7 separate regions of the Mus musculus genome follow, and all the other regions are linked to region 3. The links are chromatin contacts, called in public HiChIP or PLAC-seq and promoter capture Hi-C maps. All regions are on one chromosome and are shown on one strand. The core of a region is the stretch at or near the end of the contact, and the rest is flanking DNA. Distances in the headings are between cores, read along the strand shown.

Region 1 (3,064 bases), core at 433-2,932, 830 kb before region 3:
GTGGCTCAGGCCTGTGCTTGTAGCATGAGAGGAGGATCCTGGTTCTAGTCTAGCTTCAGAGCAAGACCATGCCTCAAAAAGACAACAGAAAGAGAAAGCACTTTCCAACAACCTAAGAAGACTACATCAATTTCCTGAAATCTGAAAAGGTGTTGTGGGTGAGGGAATAAGTGGCCCCGAGAAGGCCAGGACCACTTTGTTATGGTCACACTCTCCTAATCCACACCCAACGTGCCTACTCCCCGTCCCCCGCTCCCCACCCCCAAGCCACCTTCTGTGAATAGGGCATTACCTGGCTTCAGAGGCAGCAAGGGCCAAATCAAATCTCATTTTATCTCCAACTTTGCTCAAGTAACTGAAGTACCTAAATGGAAGAAGAAGATAGAAGATAAAAGATATTTCACTCAATCCTCATATTAAGGCCCTGTTTAATAAACAGAAGTTCATCAAGAAAGGTAAAATATAGTTAATACTGTCAGTAAACTAAGAAATAACCATAGCAACAGGTAGTAAACATTAAACTTTCTAACTAACTGTGTCAGCACGGTGGGTGGGGCAGAAGTCACGAGAGCACTTACTCTTCACCAGATGAGGCAAGAAACATTAACAGAGATGAACAATAGCACAGCTGATCATCAGAGATGGGAGCTTTCATCTACCACACACTGAACTGCTAAGTCCTATAAGGTTAAACACATTTGAACTGAGCTGAATAAATCTGTTAAGCAGTAAGTGATAAGATCTTTAATCCTAGCTTGATGAAAATCAACATCCCATAAAGACACACTGGAACAGAACATGAAACCAACACAAGTGGAGACGAAACAGCTCACAAGTGTAAAACACTGGCTCGGACTGCTGAGAGGTGAATGAAAATCCCCGAGAGCCCACAGCCAGCCAGGCAGCTCTAGGAATCAGGCTTCAAGGCTGACTTGCCTGGACTCTGCCTGGAGTATGGCGCCACCACATGGCAACTGTGTGCTTTGACCTTAAACTAAACTGCTAGCTAGACCTCTAATGCTTGCTTTCCCCTAATGGTTATTATTATTATTTTTCTTTTGAGGAAAATCTTTTTTTTTAATCTCCTGAGGCAGTTTTAAGGCAACAAACCACTGTAAAGCCCCTTTCCTCAGAGCTCTCACCTGTGTGCGAGCTCCAGCTCTTTCACAGCATTAAGGACTTCCTTCAGATTACTTTTTTCATCTTTCAGGACAGAGGTAGCTAATCTTTGCAAGACCAAGGCCACATTAAACATCAGAACTGTGTCACTGGGTGCCACGTGTCTGGCCTGTAAACAGAAAGCAATGCAGGTAGCTTCTTATGACTGAATGCCACCAAAAGCATTCAGTAAACAAGTAAAAGCCAGGCAGCCATTTGGGGGGTGGGGCGGGGGCGGGGGCGGATGCAGTCCTGTTACCTTCAGCAGAGTCTGCTTGCACTCCTGCAGCTTGCCGCACTTGAAGAGGGCGCGGGCCAGGTAGAGCACAACCTCAGTGTTTTGGTGCTTATAGAACTTTCTGAGGCAGTTCTCATACTACAGAAAGGAAATGCTGGTTAGAAACACAGCAGAGCCGGGCAGTGTTGCCGAGTTCCCTTAATCCCAGCACTCGGGAGGCAGAGGCAAGCCAATCTCTGAGTTCCAGCCAGGCTGCTCTACAGGTCAAGTTCCAGGACAGCCAGTACACAGAGAAACTCTGTCTCAAAAATAAACAAACGACAACAGAACACAGCAGGGAGGTATTCTCATGCTGTGTCTGCATTTCAAAGCAGTTTTAAAGCTCTGAAAAGACACTCCAATTTGGCTAATTTCAGAGACTAATCTGGAGTTGACTTCTGACATTAGTCAGTTTACGTATTTACAACATAAAAATCTGTTCACAGAAAAACTAGGATCAAAATACTTTTTCCACTTGGAATTTGGACCAGTGCTGAGTAAAAGGTAAAGAGATTTAAGCCTGCCTGCCTGCCTCAACCTTAGCTGGGAAACCCCTTTCTCCTATCTTTAGGACACAATCCAGAATCAATTCATCATGGCCACCATGACAAGTCACACCTGGGCCCTCTGGGTGACACACTCTTAACATCTTCCTCTGGGATCTGTGTCAATGAGCATACAAGTCTCACACTTCAGCTAGTATGTTGGTCAACCTGCAAATGAACATCTGAGTTCATTTCACCTCTTTACTCTAGTGTGTGTCTGAGATCTGTATCTCACGTGTGTGAAGGGAGGGGTGGATACAGGGGCCAGAAGAAGATGTCAGATGTCTTGATATGTCTTGCTGTCACTGGCTGCCCTATCTCATGGTCAGGATTTCTCACCTGGAGCTTGCCACCCCTCCACCCTCATGGCCTGTTTTGCTATCCCAGTGATTCTCCTGTCTCCACTTCTGACAGCACTAAGAAAATGAACATATTTTTCATGGGTACTAGGAATCTGAACTTAGTCCTCATGACTATGCAGCAAGCACTTCTACACATAGTGTCATCTCCCTAACCCCCAGAGTTAATTTTTATATAAACAACATTTTTGACCACAAGCATATACACATCCTGTTATAGGTAACTGACAAGGTAATTTTCTGGACTATCTCTAATGGCTAATTTGCATTCTAGAAGGCAGTGCTAAGGTTCTGCAGATTGGGATGGCTTGTCTCTAAGAACACAAGCTCTGGGTTGTGCTCTCTGAGCTCTGCAAATCCCTCTGATCAGTTTAGTACGTGAAGCCTGAAGCCTGGACTAACTACTCTTGTCCTCTTTGTTCAGAAGCCTCTTTTGCTCTGACGGTACTCTACTCACAGACACCAAGAGCTTTGTTATCTTTTTTTTTTTTTTTTTTTTTTGGTTTTTCAAGACAGGGTTTCTCTGTCTCTGTGTAGCCCTGGCTGTCCTGAACTCACTTTGTGGACCAGGCTGGCCTTGAACTCAGAAATCTGCCTGCCTCCCAAGTGCTGGAATTAAAGGTGTGCGCCACCACGCCCGGCTGAGCTTTGTTTTCTTTTTTTTTTTTCCCGGCTGAGCTTTGTTTTCTTAATGTCCTGAAAACATCGAGTATACTTTTCCTTAC
Region 2 (2,967 bases), core at 268-2,767, 810 kb before region 3:
AACTCAGAGATCGACCTGCCTCTGCTGCTACTAATTTTCATACAGATGATTTAATCATGCACAACAGATTTAATCCTGTGGGCTATTACTGTACTTGAGAACCAAAATCCTATGTTTTTTTAGTCAACAGAAAAATCTGCTCTAGGAATACTGACCGCCAAGGCAATCCATATGTGCAGTTGTGTGTGCTCCTGCTTCAGAATGCTGATGACTTCGTCTCCCTCCGGTAACTGATCGAAGTCAAGTTCAATGACCTAAAACACAGAATAAACGTTTCGTTTCCTTTTTAAATTCACAATTTCTCTCTTCTGCGTGTTTTGAATACTCATCAATGCCCATACACAAAGGGTATGTACTCACTTTCAATGGAGTGAACTAATTAATACATGTTCCTATTTAGGAAACACATGGCAAACAGGTTGTAGTCTGGTTTGGTCAAAGCATAGAAAAGCAGGCAAATCCTGTTGGTCGTTCTTCACATCGCTAAAACTATAAAATTCTCAACGACTTGCTTACTCAAAACCAAAATGAAACCTTGTACAACCCATAGGCCAACGAAACACTGATGCCATAGGTCTGAGAGCTTGAGAAACTCTATCCCAGAGGACAGGCAAAGTTGAATACCAACGGTCACTTAAATCACGGAGGCAGTATCGTGGGTCACATACATGCCTAAAATGTGGGCACCAACAATTAGAAGAAAAATATTCTGGAATGTACCCAAGACCACCATATTTTAGAAATGAATTCTACCTCGATCGAAAATAAAAGTGTGTAAAATCTAGTCTGACTGAGGCAACGCTGGAGCTTTATTCGGACAAACCACACGCCATGGATGAAAGTGGGTCGTTGCCATCAGCACACAGGAGCGGCTAAATCTCGGGCCCCTTATCTCGCCCAGAGAGCTGTGTTAATAGTGTGCCTTGACAGACTTTTCTTCCATGGCATTAAGAGCCGTCTCTCAGATACCCAGGGAGATTTAAAAAAATAAACAAATCCCAAGTTGGAGCAGCAGGTAGCCCCTGGGGCACTGACTCCCCTCTGTAAGAGGTGAGGTTTACTCGGCGCTCACACCCCTGCGCCTCGGAAGACAGCCGACTGTCAACAAGGAGCAGGCTGCAGGCGAACTTTCCCGAAGTCCTTGCGGCCAGAAAGGTGACCAGCTGAGTGGTGCCTGGGCCGAGAAGCTCGGCTGCGGCTCTCCCCTCCAAAAACCAAGCGGAGCAAAATCGGCGCTGGGATCGTCCAAGTTCATAGCCCTCCCCCGCTGCACACTCGGCACCCACCTCGTCAGTATCCCGGAGGGGAATCTCGATGGAGCCCCGCGACATGGTGAGCTCTGAAAGCAGGCGCTTCTCACCCCGCCGCTCGGCAGATCGCAGTCCCGGCTTCCAGCCTTACAGAGGTTACCACACCTCACACCCAGCGGAGCTGCCGGAGACCAGCTTCTCCTCTGCTGTCCGCCGCTGAAACAACGAGCTTCAGACCGCGACCGGCCACTTCCGGAGGCCCCGCCCCCTGTCCCGGAAGCACTACCAGTAGGGCGTGTCCCACGCGAGCTCCGCCCGCCTGGCGGCTCTGATGCGTCCTTCTTTGGAAAGACTGATAGTCCTGAGGTTGTTGTTGTGTCAGCCGTAGGTGACCGAGCGCCTTCGGGAACGCGGCATCTGCCGCTAAGGTGTCCAAACTGAGCTCCTCACAGACCCGCGCCGGAGCGGGGAGTGGTGGTGGTGAGGCGAAACCACGCCTCTATGGGCGGGGCCTCTGGTGACGAATTCTATGGGCGGTGCCTTGCCTCTTCGGCCACTTAAGCTTCTTGGGGGATAATTCAATCTTTTATCAGCTTTACAGTCGTTTTGTGTTGTCCCAGCCAGTTTGTGCAAGTCACACTGGTGATGTCGTTGTGACTAGTTTAAATAGACATAATCAGTGAATTCTGAAGTTATGGTAATAATGCACGGATTATTATTTTTATTTGTTGCGTTACATATTTGTATATGGATACATGCGAGCGATGGTGTGGCAAATGGAGGGCAGGGGACATCTTGTGGGAATCAGTTTTCTCCTACTCTGAAGGTCGTAGGGCTCGAACTCAGATAGACAGCGTTGGAGCCAGGCAACTTTTTGCAGACCCTGTTTATTTCTTGAGATATTCTGTATCCCAGGTTGACTTGAAACTCCCGACCTCAGCCTTCTGACTGCTGCAGTTATTGGCATATGCTTGGGCACCTGGCTTATATATATTTCTTAATGTACTTATATTTCTTTAGGAGCACAATGAAAAGGAACTGCTAGGTTTGATTTAAATAAAATCAAAAGAATTCTATTAAACCTAAATAATGAAATTATAGAATTCAAAAACATTTTAGCTCATGATTTCATTATAGAAGAGTATTAAATAGTTTCTTGTGCTTGGAATAAACAAGGGAAGGATCTTAATAAATAAGCGAATAGGCCGGGCAGTGGTGGCATGTACCTTTAATCCCAGCACTTGGGAGGCAGAGGCAGGCTGATTTCTGAGTTTGAGGCCAGTCTGGTCTACAGAGAAACCCTGTCTCGAACCCCCCCCCCCAAATGGGGAATAAAAAGGGTTAGTTTAACTGGGTGTGGTGGCACATGTCTTTAATCTCAACTCTTAGGAGGGAGGAGCAGGAGGAGAGCGCTGAATTTAGGCCATTCTACTCTATACATGGAGTTCCAGGCTAATCTGGGGTTACAGAATAGAGAGATCCTGTCTCAAAACAGAGCCCCCCTCCATCCCTGCTAGCCAGTGTTTTTTAAGATATTCACTGCTCTTTCTCCCAATTTCTTCTGCTGAGCCAAAGCTACTATTATCTCTTTGCCATCTTTTCTTGATTCTTCATCTTCTCTGGCTTCAAGCTCCAACCTAGTTTCAGCTATATTTCACTCGTAGGTATTTATGAAAAATGCCAGTTCATTTATAGTTTTCCTCTTAACTCTCTTAAA
Region 3 (2,930 bases), core at 422-2,921:
CATTACATTATACATACATGGCCTAAATAAATACTCTGATACCTCAGAATGGTTAAAAGAAAACCTGGCTACACACTATCTAAAAATTATAATAGGTAAAAGTAAAAACAAAGTCCTACAGCTCTATTCAGAATCACGAATAAACTAGAAATAACAAATCTTCAAGAGTGAATGGATAACTATGGCACACCTATAAGATGTACTAGCCTAGCAATAACAATACACATACTATAGGTTAACTTCTAAGGCATTCATCTGAGTAAAGGAAGCTGGTTTCAGAAGATCCAATTCATATCACACTTGAAAAAGGAAGACTAGAACAGATCCGTGGTTACCACCTGTTGGAGATGGGGCAGTATGACAAAGCTTTGTGGGACAGAACTGATGAAATCCTAGTTAGTTAGTGATAGTTACTTCCTACGTGTGCTAAAACTCGTTGAACTGTACACCAGAAAAACCTATTATTAACTTTTTTAAATATTATTTTTAAATTATGAGCGTGCATGTGAAAATGTGTGTGCTGCTGCCCACAGACGCGAGAGGCAGCCCCTGGAGCTGGAATTATAGGCTACCCCTATAGCTATGTGAGTTATCCCACGTGGGTGCTGGGAACAGAATTCTGGACCTCTGGAAGAGCAGTCGCCCCTAACCACGGAGCATCCATCTCTCCAAGACCCCGTATATTACTTTTTTTAAAGTAAAAGTATGTGACTAATTTCCATCGGTCCTTCCAGACTATGATTTAATGAATAAGATCAAAAGGAAAACAAGTGAGCCCGCCAGATCCTGCTGGCAATAAAAGTCACTACTGAAAAGAACTTCCTCATTTACTACACAAAATATACAAAGCAAACCCAAACTTCGGAAATTTTTTTTCTTAGAAGAGGCTAAGAAAACCCAGTCATTCAGATCCAAAATGTGTATATTTTAAAAATGCCTGTTGAATGGCTCCTCTTGTCTGTTTCTATATTTCAGGCTTTTCAAGACGCTGCCAATTTCTCCTGGCTGGGTGCCACTTTGGGGTTTACTCGACTTACAAGTATCCCTTTATGCGTACCTCATACTCTGGAGTCTTTAGGCAGCCCTGAGGAGGACTCTGCAAAAGCAATGGCCTTTGCAGGGAGCCCGTAAGACCCGGGGCCGCTCCGCACGCGCTCTCACTGGCCCCAAGGTCTGCGGACGCCGGGGCGGGGAGGCTCTGCTCAGCGTCCCGGAGGCGAGCCTGAGGCTCCCGGGCCCCCATACAGCCCGTGGCGGGGGGAGACGCTCTGCGGGTCCCGCGGCGCCTCTCGGAGCGCACCTCGGCCGTCGCGGGAGCCGCAGGAGCGCGTCCACCCCCGCGCACCGCCCGGAGGCCTGAGGAAGAGTGAGGACCGCCGCCCCGCCACATTCCCAAGCAGCCCTCCCTGCGGACACCGCCGCGGGTCCCGTGCCCTACAGGAAGAGCGCCGGCAGGGGGCTCACCTTGAGTTGCGACTTGGAGACCTTGCCGCTGCGGTCCAGGTCGAGCGCGGTGAAGGCGTGCCAAATGGCTTTGAGCAGTTCGTCTTTCAAGCCCCTCATGGCCGCGGCCGCGCTGCCCTAACAGACCTGGTCAGCCCAGTCGGCAACTCAGCGCCTCTGCCTCCTGCAGGATCCCCACAGAAGACTCGGCCCGCCGCGCGGTCACCTGACCGCTGCAGGCCCCGCCCTCCCAAAGGGCACACCCCTCTGGTCCCGCCCCTCCGTCTTACCAACCAGCCCTGGGATACCCTCTGCCCACTACGGGGACGTAAACAACACGCAAAGTCCTTGTGGTGGGTTTCCACACCAACTCAGGCCATTTTCAAAGCTCGCATGTGCTCCCAAAGGAATGCCCACCAGCCCGAGGAACACTCAAGACTGGAGTGATCAGCCACTGAGGCTTTTGCAGGAGTCTCACAGTTATTAAAGGAGTCTTGGTTCAGTCCTGGGATGGAGTCACGGTCTTAAGAGGCCAGACAAGACCCCGAAAAATGTCCAGGCAGAGCCTGGAATGCTCAGTCCCAAATCAGGAAGGATAAAGAAGGAGACAGAAACAAAAATAGAAATCTAAGAAAGTTGCTTCATGCACTTTGCAAATATGCATTGATGGCCCTCTGTAGTGGCCTCTAGGGGCAGAGCAACAAGTTTTAAGAAGAGTTAAGAAGTCAATGATAGGCTTATAAAGGCTCATAGATAAAGGCTCTTGATGCCAAACCTAACGATTTTGAGTTCTCTCTCCTAAACCCACATAGGGGAATGAGAATCGCAAGTCGTCTCCTGACTTCCACCGCATGCCCACACACCTACAATAAATAAATAAATAAATAAATAAATGAGTAAAATAGAAGTTAATAAGCCCAGCAACATTTTCTTTCTAACCTCTGCCGCTTAGGATCAGTTCACATCCTAGGAAGAGCTTCACGGAGGTAAAGTTGCTGTCGCTGGTGGATTGTGCTCCCATTATTGGAAATCATGCAAATCACTCCATCTATTTTAATAATGAGAATGGTTGACCACTTAAAAGAATCCATCCAGACCTAGAGAAGTGCCCAGATGGCATCTCTTACACTTGAACTCTTCTGACTTCAAATTCTCCACAAATAGAAAGAGCATAGATACCAGATGGTCCAGAAGGCTCTTTCCCACTGCCTGGGGTAGTGACTGTGACTGGGTAACTTGAATCTCATCACAATAGCACAATCCTTAGACACTATGGAAAGGATAACTATCAAAAGTCAAAAGCAGGGGATTCCCAGATCAAAGTGTAGTTTATTTTTCCTCTTTAAAGTTCCTTTGGGCCTATGGTGTAGCTCAGTTGGTAGAGCTCTTATCTAACATGTACAAAGCCCTGAATTTATCCTTAGCACTACACGGTGCTAGACCAGGCATGGTGGTGCATGTCTGTAATCCCAGCGCTTGGAATTCAG
Region 4 (3,127 bases), core at 235-2,734, 550 kb before region 3:
GTCAACACTTCCTCTGAGGTGAAGGTGATGATGGAGCTGGAACAGACAGAGGCTCCACGGCTGCCTGCAACTTGGCATTGACTCTTTGTACCTAGGGTACAAAGCATGTCTTCTTAAAGAGGTCCCTGCTCAGCCCACAACTGCTCAGGACCATACTGGGCATACTGCTGTCAGCTTTACTCCAGTAACTTTGCTTATTTCTCACCAGCCACATGCAGTTTGGGGACACTCCCGTTAGAAAACATCTACTAAGGGGCCTCTCAAACTTGCATCACAGGCCTCTGCCAGCCTAGACCAGCCATTAGCAGATCTGCTCTTAAAGCAGCTGCAGGAAGTTCAAGGGCGGAACCAACCTACTACAGCACAAGGGTGTACTCCCAGTGACTTGCCCAGTGACAGGAGGTAAGAAAGGGGTCCTCAAACGGACTCATCATCTGGTCCATACCTCTGCCTCCACCTAGAAGTTCACCCCAGCCCAACACACCCAGTGAGGCTCAGGCACCTAGAAACTTGTCCAGGAGCTCAAAAGCTAGCATGCCCGGTTCCTTTAATTTCCCTAAATCTTGAGATTTTTCTCTAAGCCAGGAACCAGAGGTGCTGCAGGCTCACCAGAGGCCAGGACCCAGGCCACCGCTGGGTAGGGACGGGGAACAGGCTCTGGAGGTGGGAGCTGCGGAGGTTCTGGTCTCTGAGCACAGAGGGGACTGGGCACAGAGCGCCGGCCCAAGGTCAGCGGCGCAGCATCGCGCGCACTCACCGGATTCGGAGGGCAGGGCCATGGGGGCCGGCTGCCGGGCTGGAGCGCAGGTGCCGCGCCGGGCAGGGCGCACAGGGCAGCGGCAGCAGCGCACTGACGCCTGCGCGGCCCGGTACGTGGAGCTGGACCCGACCAGGCCGCGCTTGCAGCCCGTGCCCGCCCCGCAGGAGCCCGCGACTGGTGGGGACCAGGCTGAGCGCTGTGCGGCAGGGCCCGGTGGCGGGGCAGAGAGCCTGTGCAGCGGGATCGCGCACTACCTGGAGGACCCGAAGCTACCCGAGGCGCTGGGCCGCGCTGCCAGCAGGAAACCTAAGCACCCGGGCGCGGCAGCCTCCCTGTCCTCGGCCGGAAGCGAGTCCGGCTCCACCCGGGCTCCGTGGGGCCGCGACACTGTCCCGGGTCAGATGCCAGCAGGGATACCCGCTCTGAGCCTCCCTACCACCAATCTAGCTGCTGCGCCTCGAGGTGTTTGCCCACCTCCTCCTCCCCTCCCAACCAGGACTTTCCCCAAAAAACGAGATTCTAGAGGCATGGTTCCCTCCACGACACTTACTCTTGGTAGCTAAACCGACCAGCAAGCGTTGGTTTTCTCCAGGTGTTGGACCGGTCCCTTGAATCACCTTCCCGCCCCTCCCAACACACACGGGCGCGCGCGTGTACACACACACACACACACACACACACACACACACACACACACACACACACACACACACACACACTTCCTTGCTTCCCAGCCTTCTGCGGTCTAGTTTCTATGCCAGCCCCTCAAAGTCCGGAATGACCTCTGAGTTGCCAAGGCCAGCGGGAGCTTTCTGTGCACCCTTGCTCACCTCTTCCCAGCACTGCAGCCTGCTGACCACGCCTTCCTTCCTGGAACACAGCTCCCAAAGTTAGCACTGGGTGTCTGCCGCCGCTGGCTTCCACAGACTTCCACAGAGTGACCGGTTTCTTAGCCTCCATGGCCTGGTTTTCCATTATGCTGCTCCTGCTCCGAGGAGTCTCGGGATGCCAGCTCCCTGGATCATTTCTGGAGCTAACTCAGAGAATCCAGGCCCATCCAGGTGGTTTTAATGGCCTCCTGCCTGCTGATAAGCTAGTAAACTCTTAGGCCCAGAATACTCTAGAGCGGCAGGTGCATCTCAACCAGAGATTCCTAGGCCCAACTCCTAATTGCCTGCTGGTGGTTTTAGTCTTGACCAGTGACCTCACCCAAGCACCCCCACTTTAAGCCACACTGGGGAGCCACCTTTTGACTTGTGCCTCTTTCACAGAGTTACTGCTACTGTGAGTTTTCATTCACTTCACAGCTGTCTCATTTAAGCACCAAATTTTATTCTTTCTACTTCATAGCCTGATGCTTGCAATCTACATATTTATCAATGATACTCACATGACTGCTAATATACATTACATAGCACACTTAAAATGTTAAAGATGTGATAAAAATGAAGCAATAATTTAAAAATACGACAGGATCTCACTATGCAGCCCTGGCTCACCTGGATTTTGCTATATGGACCCTCCTTCTGCCTCCAGACTGCTGGGATTAAAGGCACATACCATCAACCCAGAAAATTATTTTCCTTTTAATGAATAGTATGCTGCATCTTTTTCTTCTTGCTTTAAAGTTGCCCATGATCGGCTTGGTGAAAGAACCGTGATTAAACTAGTTTGCTAGGCCAGGCTTGGTGGTCCATGCCTTTGATCCCAGCACTCAAGCAGCATACAGCTATCTTTGAGTTTGAGACCGGCCTGGTCTACAAAGCAAGTCCAGGACAGCCAGGGCTCTGTTATACAAAGAAACCCTGTCTAACAGAAAAACAAACAAACAGAAACAGAAACAAAAAGCTAGCTAGTTTGCTGAACCTTAATTTTTTTTAGATTTATTTATGTGCATGAACCTTTTGTTCCCATATATGTCTGTGCATACCTGTGTATTTGGTGCATGAGGAAGTCAAAAGAGGGCATTGTCTCCCCTAGAACTGGAGTTATGAGTGTTATACGTCACCGAGTAGATTCTGGGAATGGAACTTGGATCTTCTGCAAGAACAAGTACTCTTGACTGCTGAGCCATCTCTCCAGGACTCTGGCTGTTGTTATTTGTTTCCTAAGAAGATAGATACCCAAAGATAAACAGAACTCTGTCTCTGCACTTATTAAATTATAATTCTGCTCAAATAGCACCTCCCAATTCTGTAAATGTGAAGGGTCACAGGAAAATGATTTTGTCTGAAATCAATGTTCTCAGTGAGTATTTCGTCAACTATCCTTGCAATTATTTTTAAAATATGTGACATTTTAAATTTGAGATAGTGAATCTGTAAGATTATAAAAAGTATGCTTCTGATGTAGACATCCCTGGTCTAG
Region 5 (3,115 bases), core at 59-2,558, 760 kb before region 3:
GTCCTCTTATAGAGTCTGCTCCACTTTGCACAGTCACCAAGTGATGTTTTATAAAATGCTTGTAATTGAAGTGAATTTTAAAAAGTCACTTGGTGACTGCCTTGCGAGTCTGGTGAAAGCTTCAGGCCACCACCAGGAGAAACACAGCCAAGTGCTGGCTCAGAGACTCACCGAGGCCGTACAGGACCCCTTCGGTTAGAGCCATGGTGGAGAGGGTGGTAGGTGGTAAAGAGGAAGGAGTTGTAGATGGAACCACCTCAGCTCATGTCTAGGCCCTGGCACTCAGGCTGCAGAGCATCTGAAGAGCAGATCTATTTCTTTGAGCCTCGATTTCCTTTTCAAAAGAAAGATGTAATGATTCTGTTTGAGAAGACACTTGTGAGATAGACACTTGCTTCCAGGCAAAGTATCAAGTGCACTGTTAGGAATAGAGTGGGTGTTTACTAAGAGGCTTACACACATACAAAAGTGTGCATACACTCACAAGCACGCAAAGCCTTAGGTTCAGTTTTAGCCTCTGGCTCCCAGGAGTTCTTGTAATACCCTTTAGAGCTCTCACACAGGACCAACAAGTGAATCTGCTGTGGAGTTCTCAGGTTTAGCCAGTAAAAATGCCCAGTTTCATTTAACTTCAAATGAGCAACATACAATCTTGTGGTACAATTATGTATTTGGGGGCATCCTTATATGGAAATAATAGCATTTCGTTTGAGATTTAAATTTGAGTATCTGGTTATCTGGCCACCCCTCCCAAGGGCTTCTCTGTTGCTGTCTCTAACTGCAGAAGGGGCTGTGGGGCCCCCATGTGGCTGTGTTAGGGTTGACAGTCTGTGATCCCAGGCTTGGACTATATTGAGGATGAAGACCAAGCGTGGCAGAAGAAAGGCAGCTTTCCCCACCGGAGTTGAGGTAACTCAGGGTTGGAAACTCTTCCGTGCCTTTCTAGTACCTATGAGACCCTAACCCACAGTGTCCTGATTTTTCATTGTTGTCCCACTTCAGAGATGAATAGACTGAGATTTGCTATGTTAAGGCTACAGGATGGTTAAGTGGAGGAGCTGGGGCTGACCCCTGGGGCTGCTGCCAGGCCTGGACTTAGTTAATCCCCCTCACCATGCCCCTGTTCTCTCTAGCAATCCCGAGGGTTTAAGATGGGAGCAGCCTCCGCCTCCAAATCCCTGGGACAGGAAACATTCCCAGCTTCTGCTGGCGGTGAGCCAGGATCTTATCTAGGCTCACATGCTTGCTGGACACTCAGGGGTGGGAGGCTGGTCTGCAGATGTCCCCTTCATACCCCTCTGGCACAGACAGAGTCCAGCATCTTCAACTGCTCCCCGCCCCAAGGCACTGCCATCGGCTATGGGGGTGCCCCTTGCAAAAGCCTGGGGATAGGGGCTACTATTCAGGCCCAACCTTCCTTGAACCCTAGGCTGGCTGGAAGGCTTCTCCTGCTTTCAACCCAGAGCCAGGCTGCAGGGGGCCCTGGTGGAACACTGGTTCCCAGTCCCAGCCCCTCATCCAGCCCCTCTCTGAGGAGGAGGCAGGCAGCTGGGGCTCTGCAGCCAGAGCTTTTCAGCTTGGAGCTCTGGAGCCAGATGTAACATTGACCTTAAATGGTAAAAGCTCCCCAGAGTGAAGAGAGGCTGGCCGGGAGGAAAGGGGAATAACTCAGTTTTAGGTAAGTCATCGCTATTGCCTAGAATAACCTGCCTCTTCAGCCCAAGGGAAGCAGAGAGGCGTCTTCTCCTCCTTAAAGGTACAGGGCGCTGGGATGGGGGCACTTAACTTTAAGTTGCATGGGAGGTGGCCTGGTTGGGTGATATTTTAGCCGAGTCTTTTTATTGTTGCTGTCTTAAGTTTTAAATAAGAAGTGAAACTCACGATCCTCACTAAATCCTGCCCCTTCTACTTGCTGTTGGAAAGCACGCACAGTTTGGGGTAAAGATGTGACTGCTCACTAAGCCCCTTACTCCTGGCTCTCCTGCAGGATCCTTTGTGACAGTAGAGAAATGCCCGGTGCTGTGCAAAGCAGACAGGCTGGCCTTTCTTCCCTGGGGCTTCCCGTGTCTCTCCTTTGTTCCCTCTCAAGTCTTGCGTGTGAACCCGTTTGTCCAGCCATCTTCACCATTGACTCTGTCCATTTCTATGCTTTATCTTCCTGACCTGTGCTCTGGTCACATCTCTCTTTTTGTATCTGTCCCCTGTCCCACCACATCATGTCCCCTTTCACAGATCTCTCTCTCTCTCTGTATATATATGTGTGTGTGTGTGTGTGTGTGTGTGTGTGTGTGTGTGTGTGTGTGAGTGTGTGTGTGTGTGCCTACATCCTAGCTTGCACCTCTCCAGAGGTCCTAGAGTGAGTGGCACTCGGGCCGACTTTCTCAAAGAGAGGGTAGCAGAGCGAGGCTCAGGAAAAGCCCAGCTGCTGGGCTGCTTCCTGCACAGTAAACAGTTGTAAAAGCTGGAGAGGCCTCATAGTCTGCATAAACAGCAGCATGGCCCCAGGACCCCTGGCTGGCGCTCCTGCCTCCACAAGTGACAGCTGCTGCTCTTTAACACTCTTCAGACAGCTCTCGGGTGGCATAGAAAGCAAGGCAGCCCTGAACTTGGCTGAGCTGTATTTTGCCCGGAGAGGGAGAAAGCTGCTAGCGCTGCCAGGCTAGAGCAGGAGTGAGGCAGGCCTTGGGAGGAAGAGTCTCTCTCACAACAAGAGGTGATACACACTAGCGGGGCATGTGCAGTTCCTCATCATCTCAGCACCTTGCCTACGTCACACAAGAAGGGTCAGAGCTAGGATTTGAAAGCATGCCTACACCAGTCCCCACCTGACAACTGTGAGCACCTCCAATAGTGGCCTCTGATTTTCAGCTAAGTGATAATGCAGTTGTCTCTGTTATATTTGGTTCATAATTCAGCGGCATGTATGTGCATGTGTTGGAGATGACTGTCTGTGTTCAAGACCATGTCTTCTTCCATATGTGTGGTGGCATGTCATTTCCATGAACCCTATATGTCCCTCTCAGAAGGAAAACTGTGCCAATTGCCACAACGTGAACAAGACATTGTCCATAAATGTATTTGCTGAGCCACAGAGAAGTCCCACAACTGATGTGAC
Region 6 (2,892 bases), core at 23-2,522, 620 kb before region 3:
CTGATCTGATTTTGCCACTAAAGATTCCTGGGGGCGGGGGCTATTCTAGAAAATTTTTTTGGAAGGTCTATCTTCTTTCAGCCTAAGTATTTCAGGCTCATCCACATTGTTAAGTGTGTCAATCATGTATTCTTTATTATTGCTGAGTAATATTCCATTGTGTGACTTTATTTCAGTTGTTTTCCATTCACCTGTTGATATGTTGTCATAGGGTTTCTACTGCTGTGAAGAGACACCATGATCAGAGAAACTCGTATAAAGGAAAACAATTCATTGGGGCTGACTTAGAATTCCGTGGTTTAGTCCATAATAGTCATGGTGGGAAGCATGGCAGCACACAGGCAGACATGCTGGAGAGGTAGCTGAGAGTTCTACATCTGGATCAGCAGGCAGCAGGAAGAGAGAGTGACACTGGGTCTGACCTACGCATCTGAAAACTCAAAGCCCACCCCTAGTGACATATTTTCTCCAACAAAGCCTTATCTATTGCAGCAAGGCCACACTTCCTAATAGTGCCATTCCCTGTGGGCCTATGGGGACCATTTTCATTCAAACCACCACATCAGGTATCTGATGTTGGTGTACTAGTCTTCATGTGGATCTATTCTAGAAGCAGGATGACTGGACTATGTGGTTGGAATGTTTGTGCTTAGGTTTTAAAGAAATGGCCACAATCTCGTTCCACAATGATTGTATCATTTTACATCCCCAACAGACAATCTGAACAGATTTGTTCAGCATCTTTGTCAATATTTAATACAGTTCTTTTCATTTTAGCCACTGTGGTATTGTATTGATAATTCACTTCCCTTCTAATTTGCATAATGGTCTCAGACATCATTTCATGTGCTTATTTGCTATCCATAAATCTAAAAGGCTAGTCTAGTCTTTGGCCATTTAAAAAAATTGTGGGTTTTTTTGTTGTTGTTGTTGTTTTTTTTTTTTTTGGGGGGGGGAGGGGTAAGAATTGTGTATTCTAATTAGAAGTCCTTTGTTAAATATATTTTGCTTTTCCAAAGCCTGTGACTTGCCTCTTCATTTTTTTGTCCTTTTTTACAAAAGTATTTAATTTTATTGATTTCTATGTATGTGACTATTTTGCCTACAGGTGTGTGTCAGCAGCCTTGAGCTACAAAAACCTCCAAAGCCAACAGGGGGGGGTGGAGCTCCGTCTCCAGGCAACGCGCGAGGGCGTGGCCTTACGTCACTGAGGTGCGACTGGTTTGCGGGCCGCGCCGCTGCCGCCTAGCGGGTTTAGCTAAGCAGCAGCCGAGGCGGTGTCCCTGGTGCGAGGAGAGCGATGCCTTGAACTGGGTGAGCCTTGCAGCGCCGCCCCTTCGCTGTGTCCCTTCCCAGCCACTCCACGGTCCTGGAGTAGGGAGTGGAGGCCCGGGCAGCACCAGGGTGTGAAACCGGGCTTCAGAGGAGCTAGGGCCCCTTGTCAGGGCCTCGGCTGCGGGCTTTGGGCACCGATTCCTGGGCGGGTGGAGACTCTGGGTCCGCCTTCTCGGTGGCGGTGGAGACTCTGGGTCCGCCTTCGCGGTGGTGCTGAGGAGAGCTTTCAGAGATCAGCTCGAGCGGTTTTGAATCTTGGCGCTGGCGCACTGAGCAGTTTAGCTGTTGGTTAGCAGAGCAGGTGCGCCAAGGAGGGGCTGAGGGGCGGGTGCTGGGGCCAGGGCGGCAGGGTGGCCACAGGGCAAGGCTTCTGAGGGAGAGCCTGGGCCCGTGGTGTCGGCCAGCCCTCCTACTAAACCCGCCCCGGCAGTGCACCCGGGCCCTTGCTTGTCAAGCTAATTGCTACCTTTTGAGGACCGACATTAAAAAAAAAGTTTCCTTGCTAATCATAATTGTAGGGTAAGTTGCCTTCTGTGTGCAGTTTCATTACAAAACTGTGGGGTTACTGTTGTTGCAATTTGTCTCCAGCCTACCTTCATATTCTTCATATTCCGACCCAGCCCCATTTCCTGATGCCCAGCATTTCTTGTCCTTCTTCTGGAGTACATGTAGCTCCAGTAACACTCCCAGTTGCTTTTAATCCGTGCTTCTCAAACTAAGACCATCTTTTCCACACCCCCTTACCGTGCTTGCTATAGAATGAAATTCACCCTTTAGACTTTTACTTGGGCTTGAACTGTCACCCGACCAATGGTCCTGATAGTTGTCCTTGAAAAGTAATGCCTTCTGAATTCAGAGCCCTCAGGACTTGCGTGGATTTTGTTTTACCCCTTTTGTGCTGGCTGGTTTCGGTTTCTGTCTTAACATGATTGTGTTTTTCAAGACTATGTTATCTTTGTCATTTGGCGTAAGGGAACCATATATATAAGGGACATATAGGATAGATATTCTCTGAATATATCTAAATTCTTTTAACTAGAGGAAGTTGATTTCTCTTTCTAAAAAGGTAGAGAAGGTGCAAAGAGAATATTTTTCTTTCTAAGTCAGAGTGTACTTACTACTTGGTGTGTGCTTTGTCAGGCTGTCTATAATACTTGCCAATTTTCCAAGAATCCATGAAAGGATGAATGGATAATCTATAAGGAAAATTAACAACTGGTGCTATTAGAACTCCAGCACTTACTCAGTACTCTGTTTGTTTATAGGTTTTCAGGTTTTATTTTATTTTATTGAGATTTCTTTAGTTTTATTTCTCCTCCTTAATACCTTTGACCCCAGAACAGGCATTCTAGATTCTATACCGACTCTGACCAGCCTAATCATTGGATATCTGTATAAACTTAGAGTTTGTATAAATAGTGAATAATAAGTTAAGTAGTGTCATTCGAGCCCCAATTGTAGAACTTAGTATGTATTACTAAGATGGAAGATGGTACAAAATTTAACAAATTTCAAAGGTGCCTTTGATACCGAAGTCATTGTTGACTAGTCATCTGA
Region 7 (3,225 bases), core at 594-3,093, 730 kb before region 3:
TTTTCTTTTTCTCCCCTCCCCCATACTTGTATAATCACATTTAATCACAAAACCCACAAGGAAAGCAGTTGCCATGTGAGGTCACTGTGAGAATGACAGGGAATAAGCATCCGAGAACCTAGGAAATTTGCCCAAGCCACACTGTGAATGGTTCTGCTTTTCTTGACTGTTTCCAGTTTGTATCACACATTGATAAATCTACTTGTTAGTTATTTGTGGTTTTTATACGGCCTTTATACAATCACCAGTCTGCCCTGCTGTGTCTAGCTACCGAAGCAAATGCTTCAAGTTTCTTATTTAGCTCTTAAGTTTTCTCTTTATGGGACTGAAGATCAACACTCAGGTCTCAAGCTAGCCAAATGCTCTGCCTCCAAACTTATCCACTTCTGTATTTTTAATTTCAAGACAGGGTTTCACTAAGTTGCCCTGGTGGACCTCGAGTGATACATCTTTTGTTTTTAGATCCTTTTCCATTCTGTCCGAGGCTGACAAGACAGAGCCAAGACTCCTCCTTTTCCTACTCTCTCATATGTCTACACACCCCTTCCCCACACGCACATACACCCCACAGACACACACAAGAGGAAGAGTAACCTGAGGGAGATAACTCAGTGGCACTCCTGTCTTGAGGAATTCTCTCACTCCCTACACAGCCAACAAACATGCTGGTTCCAGACTTTCCTGGTGTGGTCTGGCCTATTCTGAGCAGGACTGGCTCACTACAGACACCCCAGGAGTGGATGGTGTGGCCAGAGAAAACAGGACCCCAGAATGATGTCCCAGACAAGGGAATATCTTAGGAATCATGTGTGCTGGAGATGCCATCCTTACTCCCATTCTTCTCATTAACTCAAATATATTTTCAGGGGAGAGTCTGGGAGCCCATTGTCAGACAGATGGTATAAGTGTTCATTCATGTCTCCATTTGTCCAGACAACCCAAGTGTGCGTGTGGCCAGTCACTGTGGAAAGCCTTCTCTTGGAAAGTCTTCTCTTTGGTCAGGTTTTGGTAACTGCAGCTGGGAGAACTCAGATGGCTATTCAGAGCAGGCATGGAAAGTTCCAGAAAGCATGTTAAGTCTGCATGTCGCAGGCATTTACGACTCTAACTCTTACACCAATCCTAAAAGCTCCACACGGCCACCTTCTTTTTGCAAATGAGAAAACAGAGGCCTAGGTGTACTGACCCAGCTAGGTAGAACTAGGAGAGTTGCAACTGTATCTGCTGAGCTCTTGCAACTGTATCTGTGGAGCTCTTGGATTCTTTTACAGCATGCAGGAGATATGCCCAGCCCACTCAGGGTACAGGACACAGCTCTGCAGTTGGCCAGGCCATAGAGATTCTGCCCAGTACCTCAGGATCATCTTAGTCGACTGAGGACATTCTGAGGCCACCCAGGGTGAGGACAAGAAAGAGGATCCTCTCTGCTGTGAGTGAGACCATGAGTAGAAGGAGGATGAGAGGCTCTGCTCTCACGCGGGCTTGTCTTCTGCCTTCAGCCAGCCTCAGCAGGGGCTCACTGACCTTCCGTAGGTGTGGCCTTGGTCATATCCGCCCTCCCACCTCAGCTTTGGCTCCCCATCTGCAAAAGTGGCAATGGAAAGCAGTCTCCTGCCTCTCTGAATTTGTAGAGGGGCTGAGAGAGATGTGTGTGCACAGTTACTTCAAGCAGTCTCCTGCCTCAGCCTTTTGTCCAGAGAGAAGCTAGGCTGGATATTAATAGCAACCTAATCACACTCACATTCTTTGAGTGCTAAATGAAAGCAAAAATCCCAAGCTGGAAGAACAGAGCCCTCCCTTCTGAGAAGCCTGAGTCACCCCAGAGGGGTTCATGAGGCTTGCTTAACCCCTTGCTCCCCACAAGGACCTCTCAACTCTTCTAGAGGAACAGAGCTACTCAGAGCACACATGCACATGCACGCCATGCTCCTGGGACACTGTGGCTTCAAGTGAGGGGTTTGATCTTTTCTGGGCAAGTCACAAGGCTCTGAGAGAGGCCAGCAGGCTTGGTCCCTCAGGGAGCTGCAGAGTCAGGCAATACACTGGCATGCCTGCCACTGCCATTCATGGATGATGCCTTCAGTCCTCTGGCATCTGTCAAATGGGACTAATTGTGTTACCAGTGTCAGAACGTCCATTGCCACCTGCCAGGGAGGCTGAGAGCCCTGAGGGTATCTCTGTAAAACCTGTTCATGTCTCCCCCTGACTATTGAAGATAGCCTGGTGCTTAATGAGGTATGGGACTTACCAGGTGGGCCAAATTTCCTGTATCTACTGAAGTCCCGATGGCTGCTGGGAACAGAATAAAGTGTGGCCTTCATTGCCAGAGCCCTCCTGCCTTCCCCCACTGCCTGTCCCCTGACAGCCCGCAGGGTTCTAAGGCAGCTCTTTATGGGACAGAGCCCAGGCTTTTGATCTTGGCGTGAGGCTTCCTGGCATGAGTGGCTCAATGACAAGTCTCTGGACAGTTGTGTGACTAGAAGAGTAAGAAGTGAGTGAGGCTGAGTGCGCCGCCGCTGCCTCTTCCTCGCACAGTGAACGAACACATCGTTACACCACATACCAGGGACACGAAGCCTCAAGCTGTGGACCTTCTCTGAGCAAGTACACATGTGGGCAAGCTCACATTTGCAGGCCAGAGGCCAACCTCAAATGACGGTTTAGTCTTCTTCCTTGTTTGTGGCAGGATCTCTTGTTTGTGCTCCATACACCAGGCAAGGTGGCCTACCAGCCTCTTGAGTTTTCCTGTCTTCTCCCCCTATCTTTCCTTAGAAGCAATGGGATCACGGATGCCTGCTGTCACACCCAGTGCTCTGTGGACTCTGGAGATTTGAACTCAGGTCCTCATGCTTGTGTGGCAAGCACTTTACCTATGGAGCCATCTCCCAAAGCTGGACCCCTTACTTTACCCTCAGAAGACACTTGGCCTGGCAACCAAAGGCTTAGTGTTACTTCCCCTCCCCGCCTCCGGGAGCTTATACCCCACTTCTCCCTCCTGGAGGGGAGCCTTGCACAAGGCTTTTTGGCTGTCTCCTAGGTAAGAGAGAAGATGGCGCCTTTGGACTCAGACTTAGCAGCTACACGGCCTTGTTGATTGTCTCCCTGCTTCAGTGCTTTATTGTATTAGATGAAAGTAATAAAGCTTACAGAGAAGGGCTGGGGCATAGCTCAGTCGGGAGAAGGACAGCTCCAGGAAAGGTTCATGAGCCCCTGCTCCTGGGGCAT

What was found. Promoter capture Hi-C pulls out the DNA fragments that hold promoters and counts their contacts. HiChIP or PLAC-seq counts read pairs in DNA pulled down with a chosen protein or histone mark.
Region 1: a promoter capture Hi-C map of embryonic stem cells shows a contact between it and region 3, with 4 times the contacts expected there. The contact joins the enhancer-like site here to the promoter of Swap70 in region 3. A contact is called at or near these places in 1 of 39 promoter capture datasets (embryonic stem cells) and 2 of 115 datasets of contacts at active chromatin or transcription factors (bone marrow-derived macrophages and large pre-B cells).
Region 2: a contact with region 3 is called in an H3K4me3 HiChIP or PLAC-seq map of embryonic stem cells, with 6 read pairs. The contact joins the promoter of Ctr9 here to the promoter of Swap70 in region 3. A contact is called at or near these places in 2 of 39 promoter capture datasets (hippocampal neurons and neutrophils), 1 of 15 datasets of contacts at CTCF or cohesin (large pre-B cells), 6 of 115 datasets of contacts at active chromatin or transcription factors (the 230-238 cell line, astrocytes, bone marrow-derived macrophages and 3 more) and 1 of 9 other capture datasets (adipose tissue).
Region 4: an H3K27ac HiChIP or PLAC-seq map of embryonic stem cells shows a contact between it and region 3, with 2.7 times the contacts expected there. The contact joins the promoter of Ampd3 here to the promoter of Swap70 in region 3. A contact is called at or near these places in 5 of 39 promoter capture datasets (embryonic stem cells, hippocampal neurons, liver and 1 more), 5 of 115 datasets of contacts at active chromatin or transcription factors (the NIH/3T3 cell line, embryonic forebrain and embryonic stem cells) and 1 of 9 other capture datasets (adipose tissue).
Region 5: a contact with region 3 is called in a promoter capture Hi-C map of pre-B cells, with 4 times the contacts expected there. The contact joins the promoter of Mrvi1 here to the promoter of Swap70 in region 3. A contact is called at or near these places in 3 of 39 promoter capture datasets (hippocampal neurons, liver and pre-B cells) and 1 of 115 datasets of contacts at active chromatin or transcription factors (large pre-B cells).
Region 6: a contact with region 3 is called in a promoter capture Hi-C map of pre-B cells, with 5 times the contacts expected there. The contact joins the promoter of Rnf141 here to the promoter of Swap70 in region 3. A contact is called at or near these places in 8 of 39 promoter capture datasets (the C10 cell line, the HPC-7 cell line, cranial neural crest and 4 more), 1 of 115 datasets of contacts at active chromatin or transcription factors (pro-B cells) and 1 of 9 other capture datasets (liver).
Region 7: an H3K4me3 HiChIP or PLAC-seq map of pro-B cells shows a contact between it and region 3, with 2.5 times the contacts expected there. The contact joins the enhancer-like site here to the promoter of Swap70 in region 3. A contact is called at or near these places in 1 of 484 Hi-C or Micro-C datasets (pro-B cells) and 4 of 115 datasets of contacts at active chromatin or transcription factors (the 230-238 cell line, large pre-B cells, pro-B cells and 1 more).

What each region holds. Positions count from the first base shown.
Region 1 is chr7:111,047,734-111,050,797 of GRCm38.p6, reverse strand. Ctr9 (CTR9 homolog, Paf1/RNA polymerase II complex component) reads right to left here. Exons shown (of 25, transcript NM_009431.2): 17 at 1,418-1,534; 18 at 1,143-1,288; 19 at 293-364. Among named protein-coding and RNA genes, the nearest start is that of Ctr9, 20 kb to the right of the region's middle. Within about 2 kb of position 1,682, at least 12 of the 459 cell types and tissues checked have an H3K27ac peak or open chromatin away from gene starts, as enhancers often do. A contact at or near this core is called in embryonic stem cells, where this site is marked.
Region 2 is chr7:111,027,501-111,030,467 of GRCm38.p6, reverse strand. Ctr9 (CTR9 homolog, Paf1/RNA polymerase II complex component) reads right to left here and starts at 1,517. Exons shown (of 25, transcript NM_009431.2): 1 at 1,287-1,517; 2 at 156-254. The coding sequence starts at 1,331.
Region 3 is chr7:110,220,444-110,223,373 of GRCm38.p6, reverse strand. Swap70 (SWA-70 protein) reads right to left here and starts at 1,671. Exons shown (of 12, transcript NM_009302.3): 1 at 1,465-1,671. The coding sequence starts at 1,563.
Region 4 is chr7:110,766,563-110,769,689 of GRCm38.p6, reverse strand. Ampd3 (adenosine monophosphate deaminase 3) reads right to left here and starts at 1,484. Exons shown (of 15, transcript NM_001276301.1): 1 at 1,311-1,484. It also overlaps B430319F04Rik.
Region 5 is chr7:110,980,654-110,983,768 of GRCm38.p6, reverse strand. It overlaps Mrvi1 (MRV integration site 1), which reads left to right and starts at 1,308. Exons shown (of 21, transcript NM_194464.3): 1 at 1,308-1,756.
Region 6 is chr7:110,842,761-110,845,652 of GRCm38.p6, reverse strand. Rnf141 (ring finger protein 141) reads left to right here and starts at 1,272. Exons shown (of 6, transcript NM_025999.3): 1 at 1,272-1,314.
Region 7 is chr7:110,949,304-110,952,528 of GRCm38.p6, reverse strand. The region is part of intron 1 of Mrvi1 (MRV integration site 1); the gene reads left to right. Among named protein-coding and RNA genes, the nearest start is that of Mrvi1, 32 kb to the left of the region's middle. Within about 2 kb of position 1,843, at least 36 of the 459 cell types and tissues checked have an H3K27ac peak or open chromatin away from gene starts, as enhancers often do. A contact at or near this core is called in the 230-238 cell line and pro-B cells, where this site is marked.